5 separate regions of the Mus musculus genome follow, and all the other regions are linked to region 4. Evidence: chromatin contacts called from public Micro-C and promoter capture Hi-C data. All regions are on one chromosome and are shown on one strand. The core of a region is the stretch at or near the end of the contact, and the rest is flanking DNA. Distances in the headings are between cores, read along the strand shown. Region 1 holds the start of Snx29 (sorting nexin 29). Region 2 holds the start of Cpped1 (calcineurin-like phosphoesterase domain containing 1). Region 3 holds the start of Shisa9 (shisa family member 9). Region 4 holds the start of Mrtfb (myocardin related transcription factor B). Region 5 overlaps Snx29 (sorting nexin 29).

Region 1 (3,998 bases), core at 1,027-3,526, 1.9 Mb before region 4:
CCATGTTTTTCTATAAGTGGAAGCCAGGCTAATTCTGTGTGAAATGCAGCAGGTGCCAGCATGCTCATAAAAATGCATGTGCTACTGCTGACAAACACGAACCTGGTACTGTTTTCAGCTCAAGTGCAGGTGTGTGCACTATGTAGGCTTAATGGTGCCAGAGATTGTTCTAAGTCATTTTACACATACAAAATACTATAAGGAAGGTAGACCATTATTACCTCCACCTTATAAATGTTGTCAGGACTGAGGATTGGCTTAGGGGAGATAGAATACTTGCCTAGCATACTCAATGTACTAGGTTCTACCTCCAGTTTACACACACACACACACACACATACACACACACACACACACACACACACACGGAGAGGGGGGAAGTGAAGAGAGAGGAGAGAGAAAAGAGGAGAGAGAGAAGAGAGGAGAGGAGAGGAGCAAGACACTGAGTGAGTCCGAGCAGGGTAATAGCCAGTGAATGACTGTTTTATTTTATGAAACTGTAACAAGACATTTGAGGCTTGTTAATGTGTGAAGTATCAAAACATATCAAAACATATCATTTTTCTTTTTCTTTTCTTTTTTTTTTTTTTGGTTTTTCGACATATCATTTTCCTTACAGGCTAGCCTTAAGCTCTTGATTCTCTCTGGACTGGGATTATAGGAAGGCAGGACCTGTTCCACACTTGGTCTGCCTCATTTGTGGAGTTGGAGAGCTCCACGTGAAGATGCTAGCATCTGGGGAGAGAGCGCTGTTTGTGTCCTCCCAGGGTGGAAGGTGGAAGATTTTAGCTGAAGCCATGTGAAACCTCTGTAGGACTTAAGACCACTGGTAAAGGGCAGCCTGCAGGTTTAGTCACCTCCCTTTCCTTTCTTTATTGGAATCAAATCCAGGATGGCACACATGTGTTCTTCCACTGAGCTACTACAGTTTCTAGCTCTTCATTATTTTCTTATTTCTGATCAAGAGCCTAAGTTCTCCAGGCTGGGTGACTCCAGCCTCATATCCAGCAGGCAAAATAGTCTTTCAACTCCATATTTAAAATAGGGCAAAACCCTGGATTTCACAGTTGCTGTGAATTTAGCTCTTGTGTTCTCTCAGCACCTACCCACCTTTCCTCTCACTGTTGCCTAGAGTCAGTTGGACAACTCTTGTAGTTCCCTTAACCCACTGACCCACTGTCATTCTCCTCAGACCCATTACAATGCATTCTCATTCTAGAAAGTTCTCTCTCTCTCTCTCTCTCTCTCTCTCTCTCTCTCTCACACACACACACACACACACACACACCCACCACAAATTCTCCCAAGTGCCTCAGGCAGTAATTCGATTCTTCTGTGAATGTTGGTATTAAAGGTGTGCATGGTCACACCAGGATTGTAAGTGAAGTTTCAAATTCTGACTGCATCACTGTGCTTTGCACTTTTATTCCCACATCCATCATCAAGAAAGTACAAACTCTCCTGCCTGCAGGGCCTTGCACGTGCTACTCCAACTACTGAACTATATCCACCACTCCGGTTTTACCACTCCGGTTTTACTTTTTATTTCGAGAGTCTTGAGAAGTTACCCAGAATGGCTTTGAATTCACCTTTTGTTTTTGTTTGTACAGAGAGTTGAAGCTTGGGCCTCCTGCATGCAAGGCATGTGCCCTCTCTACCAAACTTTTTTTTTTTTTTTTTTTTTTTTTCGAGTCAGGGTTTCTCTGTATAGCCCTGGCTGTCCTGCAACTCACTTTGTAGACCAGGCTGGCCTCGAACTCAGAAATCCGGGATTAAAGGCGTGCGTTACCACGCCGGCCATCCACAGCTCTTGAATTCTTGCAGCTCAGGCTCCTGACTTATCCTCTTGAATGTTGGGATTTAAAGCCTGTACCACCAGGCCCTGCAGGCCCATTACTCTTTTTTTCTCTCTTCTCTTTGAGACAGTCTCAAGCAGCCCCATCTAGCCTCGAAATCATTGAGTAGTTCAAGGTTGACCTTGAACTTCTGATCCACCTGCCTTCCCCCGAGTGCTGGTTTGACGGACATGCAACACACTACTCCAAGCTCTCGGTACGCGTATATCGCATCCTTGTCCGAACTTCAGTCTAAATGGATGTCTTTTTCTTGGCTCGGGGATTGGGAGGCATTGATTTTGTGAGGTGCCGGTTCTCTTCCCTGCTACCCTGGGGCGTCGATTTGCCCGAGTATTTTGGTTCCGGGTCGGGAGGCGGGCCCTAGGAGAGTCACTGCTTCCGGGGCGGGGCCAGCGGGCGGGGCGCGCGTTCTCCCGGCCTGTGTGGAGCTCGGCGGCTGCAGACGCGGCGGCGGCGGCAAGGCAGGCGGCGGCCCCGGGAGCAGCAACATGAGCGGTGAGTGGCGGCCCCGCTGCTGTCACCCGCCCCGTAGCGCCACTGCAGCCGCACGCTCCGGGCCCGGTGTGCTCACACGCTGCAGACCCCCGCGGGGTCGCTCGCAGGCTCGGAGCCCTGGCCCGGAGTCTCCTGCACCGCTCCCACTATCCCGGGGCTGGCGCTCCTGTCCCTCTGCCTCACCAGTGACAGCCAACTCCTAGAGCAGAGCTTGCTCCCAATTCCCTCCCAGACAGCCGATCCCTTTGACAGGTTTCCGCACCCCGGATTCTCAGATCTCTGGTACTTGCCTTAGTCCCTCTTTCTCCCGTGACCCTCCTGGGACTCAGCTCCAGTTACCAGCCCCTGGTTTTTAGTTATTCTCTGTTCCAGGTCTCTTCCACCCAGTGACTCCTCTTTCTCCAAAGGCAAAGAGCATCTCTAGACACCCCTGTCACACACAGCAAACCAGAGCGACAGCTCCGGGTCCCCAGAGGTCTCAGTGTTAGGACAGCTTTGTCTTCTTCCCTCCTCTTCCCTGCACCTGTGTCCCCAGAGCTGGCCAGTTAGCCTCGCAGCGTCCCTCTCCCGGTTGTGCCTTTTGTATTTGGGCTGTTAGTTCATGCTTCAGTTCTCTCCATGTCTTCCTCTAGCTCATCGTTTGAAGTCTCCGGTTGTGTCCTGAAGCCCTTTCCTTCTTGCCCAATGCTGAACCTAAATGGGGCTCAAGCGTTGCCCAAGCCAATACCACCAGCAGGGAGGTGGAGCGGGTGGGGAGTCTGGAAGTGAGAGGCAGGTGCTTGTGACGGCTTGTGCTCAGTGATACCGAAGTTTAGTCCCTTTGTCGGAGTCTGTGTCTTCAAGCCTCCCTCTGAAGAGTCCTGATGATGTTTTGATGTTTTGGTGCTAAGTCATTCCTGGGTGTTGCGCGTGGAGATGGGAGTGACTCAGGGAAGGCTTGTGTTGGCTGTTGATTCTCCTGCTGGACTCAGGGATCTGGATTCCCTTAGGAGGACCCGCCTACCCTCGTAGTTTCTGTTTTTTCTTACTGTGCAGCTGGATTTTCGTCTCTGCACCCAGTCTCTAGACTTGCACTCAGGTGTTTCATGGAGCGGAGAGGGTGCTAGGGCAAAGGAGCAAAGGGCAGTCTTAATTTTTTGTTTTTTAAATTATTTCTGTGCATCTTTAAAAAAACGTTAGATGCTTTTTGTTGCTCAAGAGCAAAGTTTATGGAACTGTGGTCTTATTGAGGGGACTAATGGAGGGGTTTTTACAGTTTACGTTCATCTGCCAAAGCAAATTACTGGGTCTAACTTAACACTAATGTTAACAAAAACGTGTGTGCCAGCATCCACCAAAAGGTGATGGAGCCCAATGTACTGGGTTCAAATCCTGGCTCTACCACATAAAGCAATATGCTTTTTTTTTTTTTTTTTTTTTTTTTTTTGGTTTTTGGTTTTTGGTTTTTGGTTTTTCGAGACAGGGTTTTTCTGTATATCCCTGGCTGTCCTGGAACTCACTCTCTAGACCAGGCTGGCCTCGAACTCAGAAATCTGCCTGCCTCTGCCTCCCAAGTGCTGGGATTAAAGGTGTGGGCCACCACCGCCCGGCAGCAATATACTTTTTTTTTTTTAAACTCGTGTTTTGGTTATTAGTTGGGATTTTCTT
Region 2 (4,424 bases), core at 329-2,828, 1.3 Mb before region 4:
CCTTCTAGGGAGGAATACAGTCTACAAAGGGGAACCCTGGAAGGGCATCAAGTGCAGGAATACACATTCAGGTGTTTGTTTCTCCTCCCCCTAATCTCCCGTGGGAGCTTCTGGTTGGCTGAGTGTCTTCTTGCCCAGCTCTCCTGCCAATCTAAGGATCAGGACAAAGAGTTCATTCCTGCAAGCAGTCGCTCCTAGAGCACTGTGGCAAAGAGAAATCTGGAGAAGCAAAGACAAGAAAGACACCAAGTTGGTAAAACTCAGCACATCCATTAACAAAACATACAGCACGAATGCGCAATCAATGGGATACTGTTCAGAAGGAAGGAAGGAAGGAGAACTACTTAGAATAGGAGGCATCTCAAAAACATGTAGGCTGGGAAAACAAACAAACAAAAACCTAAGACACATTAAAATCTGTAGAAAATGGCAACACTGCAGACTGGACTTTCCCCAGTCCACCATCAGTGGATTTTTGGCTGTGCGCACCTGTGCAGAACCTTGAACTGCAAGGAGGGGAAAAGAAACAAAGGCCTAGCAGAGAACTGTAGGATTGATCTTCTTTGGCTAGCTAGGCAGAGGTAAGTCTGAGGAAATGAACCTGAAAATAGGATGTGAAGGCTGAGAAGGTGCCAGACTTCCAAGTCCCACCAGGTGAGCAGAGGAGAGCAGGTGCCAAGGCCCTCCGGGTTTGGAACGGGCCTGATTCTTTTTTCAGAGCAGTTCAGGCAAATTAGAGGCTGGATAACAAGGCGAGCGTTCCTGTGATTCTAAGCCAAGTGCCAGAGAAGAATCAACCCCAAAGATCCAAAGGAAACACAGGGAAACAGGAACCAATCCGGTATCCTCTGAGTTGCTGGGGCCTATCATTTGCTTAACACCCAGCATGTGTTCCACACCCAAGGTTACAGAAATAGTCTGATGTGTTAACAACGCTCCCTTTGAGGCAAGACTGGGTCAGATTATCTAAGCCCAACTTCCAAGAACGCTACCTGGACCAGAATGCCTTCCCTTTCTACGGTTACAGTAAGCAACTGGATATAAAAACACTCTCACTACAATTGACAGCCCCTGACACACACAGCGCTTGTCAGCTGCCCCGCAGAAGCTTGCCAAGGAAGAGAGAAGACAGGCCCCGTAGCAGAGCCCAAGCAGTCATTCACTTCTCTGCCACCTCCGCCCCGCTTCTGTTTAGTTTGTTTGCTTTATTTTTTAAGTTTGTGGTTTGCAAGGTCAAGTCAAGGCCAGCGAAGCACCCAACACTGCGAGGGAGGAACAACTCCGACAACGGTCCCCGGTGCTGTGTGCAACCCACGAAGGGATCCGGATAGAAGTGAGCGCCCGCGACCGGAAGGTTCCCCTCGCGGAAGGTTCTGCAGCTCTGGAGTGCCCCCCTTCCCAGGCGAAGAGCCAAGCAGTACCTGAGGAAAACGCGTCCAGGGTCCTGCCCCGGGCTCTGTGGAAAACATCCGCCGCCTCCATAGCGGACATGGCGAGCGACTGGCCTTGCCTGGGCACGTTCTGTGAGAGGAGGGAGCGACTCCACACCACCCGGCAGCCCCGCCTGGAACAGCTTCTGGAACCTGCCCTCCAGGAGGGCCGGGCGGGGCGGGGCCGCTCTGGGTGCTGCTAGTACTGCCTGGGCAGAACACGGAGATTGCCACCCCTAGTGGGATCCTCCCGGGGTCAGGATCCAACTTTCACTGGAACAGACTGGGGGTTGAGGCTTTGAGGCCTGGAGTTGTCTTATGTAACACGCATCGGGCCGCTTCATAATTTGGGATTTCAGGTTAACAAGAATAGGAAAAAACAAAACAAAAACAAACAAACAAAAAAACCCAACAAAACCCACGTTTAGCTTAAATATATCTCATGCAGTATTTGGGAGATACTTAAGCAGTTATTTTTAAAATATTGTTTATCTGAAATTCCATTTCAATTTGATGTCCTAAGTTTTATGTTGCAACCCTTCCAAACTGCCCACCATAATCTCAAGAGTCTTTAAGGCATCTTGACTGCCTGGACATTGCCACTGTCATTCTGTCACTGTTGTTGCTGGGTAACAGGCATTGCCCGAAGTACTTTGTGTTTTGCTTGTTACCTCATTGACTGCACTTGTCAGATGGGGAAACTGACACTCAGAGAGAGACACAACTCCTGAAAGCTAAGAGCTGCAGGTGAGCAAGACAAAATCTATCCAACTCAAAAGCCGTTACACTGGACTACAACCCTCACACTTGGTAGCAATCCAGATTTCGAGGTGGAAAATGTTAAATTCAGATCTCCAAAAAGAGGATACATTTATTAAGCACTACAGGGGAATTCCTAGGATCTGCCAAGTTGCTAAATTTTCTTCTCAACAAGTGTAAGCCTGAAATGTTCGTATGGTTAACAGAGCTAGGATGATGTCCCATGACCTTGAACTAGAGTCAGATATAAGTCCTAGCAATTTAGGACAGAAATACAAATGAGCTTGTGTCTCAGCTACTTGGGTTTATCCTAATACTACCACTTACTTTAGGTATGATCTTAAAAATTAGTTGCTCTGCACCTCAGTTTTCCTACCTGTCAAATGAGAACAATAACAATACCTAGGGTTATTGGGTTGGTGAGAAAGTTAGATGATGTTGTAATTTGCACATAAGATGTCTCCCGTAGGCTCATGTTGGAAGTTGTCCCCAGCTAGTTGTGAACGAAAGAAAAAGAAATAAAAAGGAAGGGAAAGGATATGAATTCCCCCTAGGTGTGGTGGAGGAGAAAGCTTATCTGTGGGAGAGTGTAGCCAAAAGCTGAGACATCTGTGAAAATCTAATACTGGGCAAGGGGAAGGGGTAAGGAGAAGGAGGGAAGAAAAGAACCAGGTGCAGCAGCCAGGAGGCCAAAGGTACAAAAAGGCTGGGTAACAAAATGTCTGGACTATATAGGGAAGAGCCCCTGGGGGGGGGGGGAAGGGCAGCCCAGCCTCTGGGCTGGAGTGTTCAGGGTAAAGGGTGGGATATGCCAGCCATACCCTATATCAGGTAGGAACTGAGGCTGCTGGAAGAACCTGGAGGCCAGGTCCACTTTGATGTGCTAAACTGGCACCTCACCCATGTCCTGGGTTTAAAACTTAACAAATGGCAGTGGTTTGGGAGGTTCAGAGAACTTTAGAAGGTGATTCCAGGTTAAAGAATAAAGGTCTTTGGAAGGCGTGTCTTGGAGATAATCTTGTTCCTAAACACTTCCTGTGACAGTGTGCCGCTTGCCCTTCTTGAGGTGAGAAGCTCCTGTGCCATACATCTTTGTGATGTTTGGCTAAGTTCCTGTGCAAGCATCTGCAACATAAAAACCTTTCTCTGATCCGTTTCTGCCATAGTCGTGAACAAAGTAACAAGAGTTGATGGATTTGTATGTCAAACTGCTTAAAGTAACAGTTGCAGTGGCAAGTAGTAAGTATATTAGCCATGGTAATTATTAATCATCATACCTCTATTTGCCACATACAACCTGGACATGAGGAGGGATCTGACGAAATGGGCAAAGTGAAAGTGAATGGCTGAGAGCCAAAGCCCTGATACTTCCGAGGGACTCAGCCCTAGCCTACATCTCAGGCAGTAATTTTTGTATCCACAAGTCTCTCAACTCATTAAATATATGGATCTAGTTCTTTCTTTGCACAGCACCTTTGAAATGTGGTCTTCTAAATAGAAAACTGTTACCAGGAGTGGGGTGGGAGGAGAGGGGTAGATTTTAGAAGGGTGACAGTCACTAGCTGGTATGCCATCCCACCCCATGAGTGTCCTTATAGGGTAATAGACTTTTCTGTCCTCAGAATGTAGTTTGGGTAGTAGTGGAGCCAGCTCTTCCTCAAGGTGTCTGTGGCTAGAACCAATTGAAACATTCTAGAATGCAGATAAGAAGCTGAGGCCTGATGTACGGAAAAGTGCCTTGTCTAAGGTCAGCAGTATTCTTGGTGAGGCTCTGTGATGTTATGTCACTTTAGTAGGCTATAGGGCCAGGTCAAGCTTTGCTCTGATTACTTCTGAATCGATGATTTTCCATGAGTTTTTATTTGCACTTTTACTTTCCATAGTGTGGCAGACCTTGTATTAGTTACTGTCTTAGTCAGTGTTCTATTGCTGTGAAGAGACACCATTACCACAGCAACTCTTACAAAGGCAAACATTTAATAGGGACTTGCTTACAGTCTCAGAAGTTTAGTCCATTATCTTCATGGCAATGATCGTGGCAGCACACAGGCAGACATGGTGCTGGAAAAGTAGCTGAGAGTCTTATATCCAGATCTATAGGCAGCAGGAAGAGAGAAAGACAATGGGCCTGCCTTGAGCTTTTGGAAGCCCAGAGCCCACCCTCATTGACACACTTCGCCGACAATGCTACACCTACTCCAACAAGGTTACACCTCATAATTCCTGTCAGATAGC
Region 3 (4,273 bases), core at 864-3,363, 1.3 Mb before region 4:
CTTAATTAACTAAACACCTAGCTAACATACTTCACAATTCGTTTTTGTCTGTGTGCCTGGGAACACAGATTATCAAGGCCATTTTAGTCATGTTATTTACATGGCAGTGCTTGGAGACATTAAAGATAGAAACACGTAATCAAAGGTGGGGTGCATGTCTGTTAGGAAGGGACAGGAAGTGGCCAGTCACAGACTCTGGAAGCATAGTTCCTGGGTAAAATGTCAATAGCTTTCACTCCACAAACTCCCTGGGTAGCTTTCTCATTGCTTTGAGGCTCAGTTTCTCTCATTGCTATTGGGAAGATAATATTAACCAAGAAGCAGAGAATTAAGGGAGCCCCTGAGCTCACTGATTCCTCTACAAGACCCCAGGTTGTCTGGTACTCAGTAGTTATTGATTTTTAATAAAAGCAAGCTTAGGGATTGTGCTATAACTCACAGAGAAATGTCAGCTGCCATCAGCTCCCACACCAATGTTTATGGGATGGACAAGGTGGTAGCAGTTGTGGGTTGCCAGTATGACAAATATGCCTCCCACCCTATTTGCAGGGTCCTATGGTGAGGAAGCTGGTTGGCAGTTCTCTTTCCTTTTCACAGTGGGGGATGGGTTGGAGTACATTCTACTGCAGTCAGTCTTGGCTCTAAGACCTGGTGTGGTTTACCAAGGTGGCCCTGGGCTGCATTTGTAAATCTTCTTTCATCAAAGGGAGGGGGAGTTTAGCCAAACCCTTTGATTTGGAAAAAACTTGCCACACAGTCTTAATAAATCCTCTCATAAATTATCAATTAAGAGGATCCCAGCAGACCATTTTACATGTGGCCCAACTTCGTGGTCCTTTGAAAATTTCCCCCAAGAGTCCTGCAGCTGAAACCAAACAAGAGGAGAGGGAACAGAAAACATTGCTTCCTCTGTGATTCACCCAGCCTACTGCAAAGAGCATACTCAGTTAATACAATTAAAAAACAAAACGCCAGGGCGTGTGGGGATATAAATTTAGCTTAGCAGCTTTGATGTGAATCCTGATTTAGGGGCTATTGAAATCAAATTCAAGTAGAGGGCAGGAAGAAATAGGAGAAATGGTCGAGGGCTTATGGAGGGCTGGGAGGAATCAGTCAGGAGAAAGGAAGAGAGAACAAATTTGGAAAGGTTGAGAAGAGATGCTGGGAGCCAAGGAAACAACCTCGGTGAGGATGTCGGGGAAGGGGGGCTCCGTGGGGACAGGGGACAGCCTGCTCTGGAGACTGTCGCGCGGGCTGCAGAAACGAGTGGCTGAGGATGAGTGCCCAGGCCTTGCGCTGCGCCAAAACTGCCAGCGCAGAGGCGGCGCCGCTGTGTGCCCTCCTGTGGAGCTCAGCGTTCGCTGCGGGGGCGAAGAGGGACAGAAAGCGGCAGGTCCTAAGGGCTAGGGGAGTTCTTAGGAGAGCCCTTCCAGGGTGAGCCATTGCCTTCGCTTTGTCCGCTGACCGCCTCGCCAGACCACCCAGCTTTTAATATGAGTTCCCAAGCCCCTGTTCTGGGGTGCTTACCACAGCCCAAGGGGTTTGACACCTAACCCACCTTCCCAGTTCCAGCCTCTTCTCTGTTCAGGGACTCGAACCATCCCAGGCTCGCGCCAGGCATGAGGTCGCATCCCCGGAAAGGGCAAGGCAGTTCCTGCACGCCCGGGAGGAGGAGGGAGATCTTGTCTACACTGCTTCTAGTGTGTCTTGGAGTGAGCAAGCCATCTAATCTGTCCCGATTCTCCTAGTCACCCCTTCCCTGATCGACAGATTGCAATCGCAGCTCCTGCGCACGCACCCCTAGGGGGGGAAATCGAGGGCGGAACCACCTCTGAGTCTTTGCTTGGGGTGAGGAGCACCTTTCTCCCCGAGAGGGTGCCAGAGGTCCCGGCCGTGGTTCTTTCCACCTGCCGAGAAATCAGAGCTGTTCTTTCGAGCCTGGCAGCGGTGGAGCTTGCTGCTTTTGCCCGAGCTCTCTCTGCACGCCCCCTATTCGCCCCCGCCCGCCCGAGTCACCTCTTTACGCGCCCCCGCCCCTTTCGAGCTAGCGCTCACCACCACCCCTCCTCTATCCGCCCTCCTCCCCTTCCCCCTTCCCTCTGGCCCTCCCTTCATTCCACAAGTGTCGCTTCTCTCTCTCTCTCCAGCGCACTTGGCGTGCTAGAGAGGTGAAGAGCATCCTGCGAGCGAGCGGACGTGGGGAGCCGAGTCCCGGGTGGCGGGTGGAAGGGAGTTACGGACACAGCGACTCTCTCCTGTTTTCCACCCCCGCCTCCCCCGGTGGCCAGCAGGACCTGCACCCCGCGCTGGCCCCCGCTCCTGCTCCGTCCCCGCCCGGCCCCGGCGCGCTCCTCCCCGGCCGGCCCCCTTCCTCGGCGCGCGTCGCGCTGGAGGCGAACGCAGTCTGAGCCGAGCGCAGTGGCCGCCGACCACCGAGCGCCCCGCGCCGCCTCCCTGCATGTGCGGCCAGCGGCGGCCCGCAGCCCCCGCCAGCAGCCTCGGCAGCTTCGGCCGCGCGTCCAGAGGCGGCGGTAGCGGCTCCAGCGGCGGCCGAGCGCTCCAGCCCGGGTTGGGAGACACGATGCGCCGAGTCCTTCGGCTGCTTCTCGGCTGCTTCCTCACCGAGCTGTGTGCCCGCATGTGCCGGGCGCAGGAGCGATCTGGGCACGGGCAGCTAGCGCAACTGGGCGGCGTACTGCTGCTCACAGGGGGCAACCGCTCCGGAGCCGCCTCCGGAGAGGCCGGCGAGGGCGTCGGGGGCTCGGACGCACCGCCGACTCGAGCGCCCACGCCAGACTCCTGTCGGGGCTACTTCGATGTCATGGGCCAGTGGGACCCGCCGTTCAACTGCAGCTCGGGCGACTTCATCTTCTGCTGCGGGACTTGTGGCTTCCGGTTCTGCTGCACGTTTAAGAAGCGGCGACTGAACCAGAGCACCTGTACCAACTACGACACGCCACTCTGGCTTAACACGGGCAAGCCCCCAGCGCGTAAGGATGACCCCTTGCACGACCCCACCAAGGACAAGACCAACCTTATCGTCTACATCATCTGCGGGGTGGTGGCTGTCATGGTGCTGGTGGGCATCTTCACCAAGCTGGGGCTGGAGAAAGCGCACCGGCCCCAAAGGGAACACATGTCCAGGTGGGCTGCCTCCCCTTCGCCCCCCTCTTTGGGTCCACTTTCCTTTCCCATCCATCTCCAACATTCCCCAGCCGTGCTTCCCTCCACCCCAAGGTCTCCGATTGGGGAATGTCATCCAGGACGACAACTTTCCCTTGTAGCATTGAGCCAAGCAAGGCATTGGGCTCAGCACAGGTGGGAGTGAAGGCCGAGTGTGGAAGGGGAAAGTCTCTTTTCCCCTCGCCCACCTCCTGTTCCCTCTCACCAGATATGATGGTGGGTCTTGAGACACATAGCCGGGTCTTTAAACTCTTGCGTTTTGGGGAGAGGATCCATTTATGGAGGTAAACAGAGGCAGGCGAACCTGAAAGGAAGTGGGGGGGGGGGCGTGTATGATCCGTGTGCTTGTGTGTTGGAGGGAGGGAGGAACGGAGGGAAAGAGTGAGTACCTCCTGCAACTTGTACACTAGCGAAAATGAAGCAAAGGTTAGGGAGAGTGCACCAGAACCAAAGCCTCCTAGTGCTGGCGCTTCCCCAGAGCTTTGAGGGTCCTTGATTAGAACCTCTTCTTTCCCCATTCCATTTCTCCCTCACCATCTATTCCTCTCTGTGCTGCAGCCATCACAACGCTGCACACCTTGCCTGGCCTGGAGATGACTCCACGGGCCCCCTCCACCCTTCAAGCACCTTGATTCATCAACTTTGCCTTTCCCTTTATTCATTATGCAAGTCCTATCACTGGCAAAGTCGCAGCAGATGGGAGAAAGCATTTGGGGATTAAGGGAGCTATTTGCCTTTTTGTTTAACCCCTCCCCCAAGTGTCTAAAATGATTCCCAGAACTCAATAACTTTGGAGGTGAAGGATGCAGAGTAAGCCAGGAGCCAGGGGAGAGATGCTGGGTTAGCATGAGGTCTGAGTGAGAGGGATGCAAGGAGAACTGTGGGCCAGATGACAGCAGGATGGCTGGAGCCAAAGTCCAACTGATTTTAAGTCTGGGCATTGAAGTCACAGTGTTCTCTTCACTCTCCAACACCCTCCTCCCCCACGTAGGGTGTGTGTGTGTGTGTGTGTGTGTATGCGTGCTAGCTCACAAGTGCGTGTGTGCATGCTATCTGTGTACATGCCTAAAAATCTGAACAAAGAGACCTA
Region 4 (4,377 bases), core at 1,647-4,146:
ATATTGGAAAAAAAGGAATGAGACAGGCACGACAGAGTTCTTTCCCATGTAAGAGTGTCCCAGTCTGGCTAGTATACTTTTACAAATGCACCGTGTATGTTAGCTTAGTTCATCCTGCGAAGTCTATTTATGGCCTTATTTTCAATGAGACCACTGACAGTATGGTTCCAGAGAGAAACATGTAAAACTTTATGTTGAAATCTTGATCTCAGGAAATTTGTAGGATGGGAGGTCAGAGACAACTTGTATGGGTCAGTTTTCTCCTTCCATCATGTGGATCCCAGGGATAGACCTGGGTGCTAGTATTAGCAGTATATGCCTTTACATACACTAGGCATGTGCATGCCTTTACATATAATAGGAATGTACAGTAGAATAGGAAAGAATTTGTAGGTCACCAAAGCAGGGTTTGTAGGTTTGGAGTCAATGACCTAGAATGGGATTCTTAACTGCCGCTCACCAATTGCGTGTCCTTAGGCAAGTCCACTCATTGTCTAGACTCTTGTTGAATTTATCTGTGAAAAAGAAACAACACCTACTTCCACTGAGGTGTGTGACAATGTGAGGCAGGCCTGGAAAAGACTTGCCTCAGTGGGCCGAGTAAGCCTTAAGAGCTGAAGACAAACTGGTACAGTCTTGTAGAGCCAGGGACACCAGTCTTCTGTCCTTCACCAGGAGACATTCAAAGGCTCTGATTCTCAGACTCTGAGACGTGGCCAGTTCCCTCCCAACTCCTTCCTTTTTCTTGGGCCTTCAGCCTAAAACTGAGAGTTATATCGTCAGCAATTCTGGTTCTCAGGCCTTTGAACTTGAACTTGTCGCGTCTTCCATCATTGCTAGTCTTGCTGGCAGCATATTGTGGGTCTTAGCATCCATGGTAAGTCCTCTCATGCATCTATAGGGTATCTGTTGGTTCTTTCCCTGGAGAACCTGCCTATGGAGGTCTGGGATTTCCTTTCTTCATCCACACCCCATTTTATTGGGCTACATCATCACGTTCAACATCTATATGTTCGGTCTCTGTAAGAGGAGTGGTTTCCAGGCAGCACAGGTAAGGAAGGTCTGGACCCACATTTGTTGACACTATGAGATCATCAGGATGGGTTAGCTTAGCAGGCCTCAGTGCAGTTTTCAGGGATGAGATAGAACCTTCCAGGCTCTTGATTCTGCAGAAGCTGTCACAGAGGGGCCAGCTCACAGGAATATACAAAACAAGACTGAATAAAAATGGCCCCCATAGGCCCACAGGGTATGGCACTATTAGGAGCTGTGGCCTTGGAGGAAGTGTGTCACTGAGGTGGGCTATGAGTTTTGAAAAGCTCAAGCCACGCTCAGTGGCTCAATCTCTCTTCCTGCTGCCTGAAAATCCAGATGTAGAACTCTCAGCTGCCTCTCCAATACCATGTCTTCCCACACTTTGCCATGTTTCCCATCATGACTATACTATACTAAACCTCTGAACTGTAAGCCAGCTCCAATTAAATGTTTTCCTTTATAAGAGTTGTCATAATGTCTCTTCACAGCAATAGAAACTCAAACTAAGACAAAGACCTTGTCACAAGGCAGTGCCAGGCCCTAGAGTCATGCAAATTCAAATACTGTGTTACTAAGACCATATGGGTATTTTCTTTATTGCAGGCTTCGGAAGTGTGATGGTTCGTATATGCTCTGCCCAGGGAGTGGCACTATTAGAAGATGTGGCCTTGTTGGAGTAGGTGTGTCACTGTGGGCATGGGCTTTAAGGCTCTCACCCTAGCTGCCTGGAAGCCATTCTTCTCCTAGCAGCCTTCAGATGAAGCTGTAGAACTCTCAACTCTTTCTGTACCATATCTGCCTGGTTGCTGCCATGTTCCTGCCTTAATGATAACGGACTTAACCTCTGAACCCGTAAGCCAGCCCCAATTAAATGTCCTTATAAGAGTTGCCTTGGTCATGGCAATTTTCTGTTTACAGCAGTAAAACTCTAAGGCACGAGGTTATGGGTACCCACTTTAGTGCATCTCACTATGCCAGCCTCTCTTCCTTAGAAGCAATTACTCTTAAGTTTTCTTTTGGGAAGAAGTCACACCGTAATGCAGTGGTTCTCAGCCTTCCTAATGCTGGGACCCTTTAATACAGTTCCTCATGTTGTGGTGATCCCCCAACCATAAAGTTATTTTGCTGTTATGAATCAATGTAAATGATACACAGAATCTGATATGCGACCCCCTGTGGCCCCGAACAGCTGACCTAACTCCACGAATGCCCTGGCTCTATGTCCATGAACCATTCTATCCTGGGTTCTCCCACTGTTTTCGAACATATTTTGCTTTTAGGGCTCTACAGAGTTGGAGAAAGTGTGAAAAGCGTTCTCTTGTCTAGTTGCATTAAGATGGGTTGCAACAGACCCCCTATTGGGGTCACTTCTTCCACTCGGAAGAACTACAGAGGGGTGGAGAGTGAGGCAGGGCTCAAGAGGAGGGGTTCCTACAGGTGCGGGTGTGGCATCAGAAACGCACCGACTCCACAGGCCGGTCTGCTCGTCCGCTGCAACCTCCTTCTGGAATGGGGAGGCGGCAAGAATGCACTTAGTGAGGCAGCATGAGCTGTTTGCTTGCTAGGGTAGCCGGCACTGACTGACCATCTATCTGACTGGGAGCAGCCAGAGCTTAGGCAGCAACCAAAGAGCTCCCAGCTCCGCAGCCCAGCTGCGCATGCGCCCCGGGGCAGCCAGGTGAGAGCGCGGCGGGAGCGGGCGGCCTCGCACCTGGGTTTTAACTTTTCCGGGTCAGGGGCGAGGGCGGATGCCGGGTGGGAGAAGGGAAGCAGGGTGTAAACCTCCGGGAGTCGGCTCGGCGCTACCTGGAGCTTCCAGGACGGGCTCCGTGCCTTCAGACGGGAGGAGGGTAAGCACGGGGGCGGAGCGAAGTCTCGCGAGATCCGGTGGTAGCTGCGGCAGCGGTGGCGGCGGCGGCGGCAGCGGCCGGGGAGGTGAGCGGCGAGCGGGTGCGAGGCGGCCGTTGGGACTGAGGCAGGGGAGAGCTGCGGAGGGCGAGGCCGGGCCCCGGGAGAGGGACGGACGGAAGGCCCGCGTCCTCGGTGGCCCCTCGAGGTTGCTGCGGCGCCTCCGGGTGCGCGCTGTCCCGGGACTCGCGCGGGGCGGGGCGGGGCGGGGCGGCCGCGGTCTCGGGGCTACCGGGTCCGGGCTTCCCTCGTCGGGGGTCCCCTGTGTGCGGCCGCGGCCCGATCTTCCCGGGCAGCCTGGAGTTGGTACCAGGCGCTTCGCTTGCGCGCTCCCACGCTGGAACTGCAGTGAGGTGCAGCAGCGCCTTGGCCGGAGCCACTCGACGGGGACGTGGTGGGATGGGGACGGCCCACGCCCCGGACTCACCTTCCATCCTCCTCCCCAGCCCTGCTCGCGGCTCTTCCCCTGGGGTCCCCGCGGGGCTGCAGAGGGTGTGTCTGCAAGCCCTCCCGAAATTGCACGCACGCAGCGTTCCGGGTTTCCAGGGAGAAAGTTTTCCACCGCTTTTGTTCTGTCCCTGAAACTTTGCCTAGTTCTCAGTGTTCAGAAGCTACCCTTTGGCCCTGTGTATGAGCAGACGCGGTGTGACAGTGACGAGGGGTGCGGCGGGTGTAGGGTCTCAGGCCACGAGGATAGCTCAAGGTTTGCCTCAGGCAAAGAAACTTTGAAAAGTTTGATTCTTTTCTGAAGCTTGAGATCGCACTCTTAGGATGAGCGGTTGTGAAGTTCCTAACTTTTGGTTCTGTGGCAAATGTTTGCCACCCTGACACGAAGTTCATACTATATCTTCCTATACGTGATCCAAGGTCAGTAGAGTGCTCTCCTTTAGATGTGAAGAAGAAATACGTGCTATGGCGTTAGTGCAGCCCAGACACCCAGCTAGGTAGGACGTAATATCACGGACCCTGCGGCTAGTGAGTATGTTTGGAGACACACACTCACGTATGTACGCATGCACTTGTGGGACAGTGAGTCTCAAAGTCAGGAACAAAGATTGGGACCTGAGATAAAACCGTGTTACTTGGGGTAATTGATGCTAATGAGAAAAACAATGTAGGCTGACTGACAGCGTGCAAGATAAATCACAGCCTGTCTCTGGTTAGGCTCAGATAATACAGCCCTCCAGGGATGCTGTATTCCAGGCTACATTGTAACCAATACAAAGCCCGAGTTCTCTACATTTAATGGAGTACACAAAATCCCTCATGCTTATTGTTAGTAATAAGGAAATAGAAGATTGAAATTGTTGCACTTGGCAGTATGCTCCATGTGTGTCTAGTAGATGCAGGTGTAATGTGCTGTGGAAGTTCACACAGTTCCCTTTCCTTCACCTTGTTGGACTACATAATTGGGGCAGGGTGGTGGGTGTTTTC
Region 5 (4,097 bases), core at 760-3,259, 1.8 Mb before region 4:
CCATTGTGTTCTCATGAGGGAAGACAGCATAGGGTGAGGGTATGCAGGCACTCAAATGAGGAGCGGTGGGCAAGAGAGCTGGGTTTCAGGATTCACTGGGATGCTGGGCCAACCTACTCTTTTTGTTTGTTTGTTTGTTTGTTTCAAGACAGGGTTTCTCTGTATAGCCCCAGCTGTCCTGGAACTCACTCTGTAGACCAGGCTGGCCTTGAACTCAGAAATCCACCTGCCTCTGCCTCCCAAGTGCTGGGATTAAAGGTGTGCGCCACCACCGCCCGGCTCCAACCTACTCTTGAAGGCCTCTCTGGACCTTCTCACAGTGTGGGCTGATGAATCCCCACTGCTCTTGAGATGAACTGGAGTTGGGTTTCTGTTTCTTGTCACTTTAAGAACATTCATCAGCAGAAGGTTGTGTCCAGCATCTCCTGACCTACCCAGGTAAGGGCTCTCCGTGGTGCTCATGCTCAGGCACCAGCATTGCACAACAGTTACTACTAGCAGTGACAATAGCGTACTGCCACCAAAGGCTCAAATTTAGGCCAGAGGCTTCCTCAGGAGGGGCATGCTCTTGTGCTCACCTGGTTTTTCTTACCGCTGACGTAATGCCTGGCTCAAATAGGTCTCAGTGAAGTTGGTCTGGTGAGGGAGGGAAGTGTTGTGGGGCTAGTGGTGGTGTGACCTGACCCAAGTTATCTCCAAGGAATGCCCACTGGGCTCTTCTTAGTTATAGCTCAGTTCTAGGGAGCTCTTGGACTTGCTTGTTACCTGTTCCAAGACTATTTTGCTCACCATTTGGGAAGTGAAGCTTTCTGGAAATCCCTTCTACTTTAGCTTTAGCTAGTGAGAGCATTCATGGATGACAGAAGCCCACTTAGAGGCCTCTGAAGAAGGGCAGTGGAGTGGCTAGGGAACTCCTGCTGTGAAGGAGACCTGTTTCTCCACATCTCTCTATCCTTTTTCTTGCAGTTGGCTTCATTATCAGGTTTGATCTTCTCTCATGGTGACTAGAGGATCTGTAACAGACCATGGCTGTGCTGTGCCCAGCCACTTCACCTCGTCTCCCCAGCAGCAGGCATCTCTTGCTCTCAGGCCCAGATCAACGCTCCCTGTATCCAGGAGGTGGCATCCTTTCCTTTCTGAACTGCAGGAGTGAGTGTGGGGCTGGAGAGGACTTCCCTAGATGGGCAGCAGTGACTGTAGACTTCCCATGGTGATTCCTCCCCATCCCATTTAGGTGCTTTAGATGTTCCAAATTAATGTATTAGTGGCGTTGGGCCGACAGCCCTCAGTGGAATCTGACAGGAGTGAGTACACTATGCTACCTCCTCTGGCTGCTTTCTGTGGTTTATGTCTCACAAACTGTGACCTCTAGTGACCTTGTTAGTCATCTATTTTGCCGTCTTTGGACTTCATGCTAGCAGATTTGCTGTTCCTTTTTTGTAAACATTCTTGGTGACACTCCTAATGTCCATAACTAATATAACATACATATAACACAAGTGATTTAGGAAGCTAGCTTATAGTTTATGTGAAAGAGAAATGAACAAGAAGCCATTCATAATAGAAGCAGACTCTGTTCTACATTGGTTAGGATAGTTCTGGGACAGAGTGAACCACAGATGCCAGCTCTCTGCTGGCAGGGCCAGCCTAGTCTCTCCAGGGCTGAGTGGGATGGTGACTGTTGCAGCCCAAAACAAACACACCCAGGCCGGGAGTCTGTCAGAGCAGGAACTTGTTTTATTGTAGCAGTCTTTCCTTTATATAGGGTTGAAGAAAGAGGTGGGGATTTTTGGTGAGGTGAGATGATGTAGAGGGCGGGGAAGGATGCCGTAGGGTATAGGGTGACTGACAGAGCCAATAAAGTTATTCTACATCAGTGGTAGCTAGGCAAAGGCAGGCTTAAGCAGAAAGTGCTGAGTCACTCCAGTACGGAAGTGAGCAAGACAGGTCTCTAAACTAGAGCAAAGACTCAGACTTCCTCACTAGGCCTCAGTATCTGGCGAATAAGGCCCAACCCACAGCTTATAAAGCACTTCCTGGTCCACAGCTTGCACATAGAGAGGGAGGACCAGAGTGGCTGTTTATAGCAAATACGGAATGAAAATGCAGAGTGCAGCAGACCCCAGAGGAGAAGGGCTGTCAGCATCTGTGAGAGGCGGCTCCAGGTTCAGATTCTACACCAGTCTCCTACAGATGGCCCTAGGAGGCCGAGCCAGCACTGTGTACTGCCCCAGCCTCTCAGAAGGAATGGTGTCTTCAGCCTACTCTACATTTTGGCCTGACTATGCCGCCAGGCATGCCTACTTATCCCACACCTGAAGGGGGCAGCATTGCCACCAAGAGAATCCCTGCCTCAGCCTTTTCCCTTGTCCTTTTTCTCAGGACCATTGGCAGAAACACTGCAGAATGTATGTTTAGTCATCCTCTTGACCTGATTCCCCACGTGATCTTCTGAGCACCTACTGTGTCCAGTCACCCTTCCCTCTGCCTCCCTCATTCAGGCTACTGGACGAGTCACTTGTCTGGTGTGATGAGCTGAGAGTCCCACCTTTGCTCCATGCTCAGCAGCAGCCCCAGGTCCCTAACTTGCAGCTGAGAGCAGGGGAATCCATGTATAAGTCGGGACTTGTGTGTTAGGCCCAAGCATCAGGATAGGCAAAGATCTGTCTCAGTGGAAACTGCTCACCTGTAGTCTGGTGCTGCCGGAGTTCTTCCAGGCTCTGTAGTTTACCTTGTTCATTTGTTAACTCTTCAAAGAGCAGCTGTTTTGTGGTAAGCTTTATCAGTTAGAAATGAACAGAGCATGGCTGCGTGAGCCTATGTGTTTAAATTGAAGAGGGGTGGGTGGGGTGGGATGGGGTGTATAGACACAGATGTTAAACATTTGGCTGAGTGATTCTGTGCGCCAGCCATGCTCAGGTGTAAGTGTGGCATGATGTGGGGCAGGGGTGGGATTAGTTTTGCGTCAGTTTACTTTAGTCTTTGGGTTTGTTTGGTTTTTGTTTTTGTTTTGGCAGAAGCTTGGTAGATAGCCCAGGTTGTTCTTGATGTTCTTGAACTTAGTGTATAACCTAGGCTGGCCTTGAACTCAGAGTCCCATTGCCTCAGCCTTGAAAATATTAGGATTACAAGAGTGTGCTACCATTGTCAGCTCTGTCTGAGGCTGGGGTAGAGGGAGGTGCCTCAGGCACCATTTAAGGAAATACTTATTTACATAGGAGCCTCTGTTCCCAGTGGATGTGGGATGGCAGATGGCCACTTAGTGCCTAATGCTTCTCCTTTGGAAAGCCAGGGTGAAACAGTCTTACTCTTATAGATTTTTTTGCAAGAGTTAATGCTGATAAGTGCCACCCAGAGGCCCCTGCAGGTATCCTTAGCCAGAGCTGGGACCATGGAAGTAATTTATTCCTACACCTCAAGGCTACAGTCACTTTTTGGAGTTCATCTGGCTTGGTGTTGCTCAGACATAACTAACGTTCTAATAAAGAATTCTCTGGGTTAAAGTGCTAACCATGCTGCTTAGCTCTGGCTGCACATTTCAGTCCCCAGGGGAAGCTTACAGAACTATTAGGCCCAGGCCACCTTCCAGACTAATTAAGTTAGGCTTTCTAGAGGCGAGACCCAGACTGCACAGGTCTGGTGCCCAGATGTTAATGTCCTGCCAGGTATTGGGTGATGGAAGTGCAGCAGGCTGAGCTGATGGTGGGCACTTCTGAGGTTCTGCAGGGGATGCAGAGGCTGCTGGTGACATCCAGGAAGGTGAAGGTGCTTGATATTTTTATTTCAGAACCAAATGGAGAGTCAATTTGTTACTGTTAGTTTCTTTTGGAAGTGTTGGCATTTTTCATTTTTGCTTAAGAGTTTATTTTCAAGTAAGCTGTAAACAACTTAAGGGATGACTTTGTTTACCGATCTGTATGTGAACTTAAGCCTAGGCCTGCTCATGCTTTGCCCGTCAACACGGATTGCGTGTTCACAGGTTAAAACTGCACATGTGTTTTCTGAGGTGGAATTCTTTTTAAGGCAGGTTCTTTCTTCCTATATGGTCTAGTCTGGTCTTTGATTGGGACCCCCCTGCCTTAGCTTCTCTAGTGCTA

The links. Promoter capture Hi-C pulls out the DNA fragments that hold promoters and counts their contacts. Hi-C and Micro-C count contacts between places; a contact is called where the count stands out from the background.
Region 1: a promoter capture Hi-C map of pre-B cells shows a contact between it and region 4, with 3 times the contacts expected there. The contact joins the promoter of Snx29 here to the promoter of Mrtfb in region 4. A contact is called at or near these places in 4 of 39 promoter capture datasets (cranial neural crest, maxillary cranial neural crest, pre-B cells and 1 more), 2 of 115 datasets of contacts at active chromatin or transcription factors (astrocytes and large pre-B cells) and 1 of 9 other capture datasets (embryonic stem cells).
Region 2: a contact with region 4 is called in a promoter capture Hi-C map of hippocampal neurons, with 5 times the contacts expected there. The contact joins the promoter of Cpped1 here to the promoter of Mrtfb in region 4. A contact is called at or near these places in 3 of 39 promoter capture datasets (cranial neural crest, embryonic stem cells and hippocampal neurons), 1 of 484 Hi-C or Micro-C datasets (uterus) and 1 of 9 other capture datasets (embryonic stem cells).
Region 3: a contact with region 4 is called in a Micro-C map of embryonic stem cells, with 4 times the contacts expected there. The contact joins the promoter of Shisa9 here to the promoter of Mrtfb in region 4. A contact is called at or near these places in 2 of 39 promoter capture datasets (cranial neural crest and hippocampal neurons), 1 of 484 Hi-C or Micro-C datasets (embryonic stem cells) and 2 of 115 datasets of contacts at active chromatin or transcription factors (astrocytes and pro-B cells).
Region 5: a promoter capture Hi-C map of embryonic stem cells shows a contact between it and region 4, with 6 times the contacts expected there. The contact joins the enhancer-like site here to the promoter of Mrtfb in region 4. A contact is called at or near these places in 3 of 39 promoter capture datasets (embryonic stem cells, hippocampal neurons and liver) and 2 of 115 datasets of contacts at active chromatin or transcription factors (embryonic forebrain and pro-B cells).

The regions. Positions count from the first base shown.
Region 1 is chr16:11,320,628-11,324,625 of GRCm38.p6, forward strand. Snx29 (sorting nexin 29) reads left to right here and starts at 2,277. Exons shown (of 21, transcript NM_028964.4): 1 at 2,277-2,351. The coding sequence starts at 2,345.
Region 2 is chr16:11,907,845-11,912,268 of GRCm38.p6, forward strand. It overlaps Cpped1 (calcineurin-like phosphoesterase domain containing 1), which reads right to left and starts at 1,579. Exons shown (of 4, transcript NM_146067.3): 1 at 1,422-1,579. The coding sequence starts at 1,491. The region is part of intron 2 of Gm9961 (predicted gene 9961); the gene reads left to right.
Region 3 is chr16:11,982,000-11,986,272 of GRCm38.p6, forward strand. Shisa9 (shisa family member 9) reads left to right here and starts at 2,114. Exons shown (of 5, transcript NM_028277.2): 1 at 2,114-3,144. The coding sequence starts at 2,582. It overlaps Gm32278 (predicted gene, 32278), which reads right to left and starts at 1,746. Exons shown (of 2, transcript NR_155455.1): 1 at 1,559-1,746.
Region 4 is chr16:13,253,585-13,257,961 of GRCm38.p6, forward strand. Mrtfb (myocardin related transcription factor B) reads left to right here and starts at 2,897. Exons shown (of 17, transcript NM_001122667.2): 1 at 2,897-2,970.
Region 5 is chr16:11,454,567-11,458,663 of GRCm38.p6, forward strand. The region is part of intron 13 of Snx29 (sorting nexin 29); the gene reads left to right. Among named protein-coding and RNA genes, the nearest start is that of Gm32100, 130 kb to the right of the region's middle. Within about 2 kb of position 2,010, at least 253 of the 459 cell types and tissues checked have an H3K27ac peak or open chromatin away from gene starts, as enhancers often do. A contact at or near this core is called in embryonic stem cells, hippocampal neurons, liver and 1 more, where this site is marked.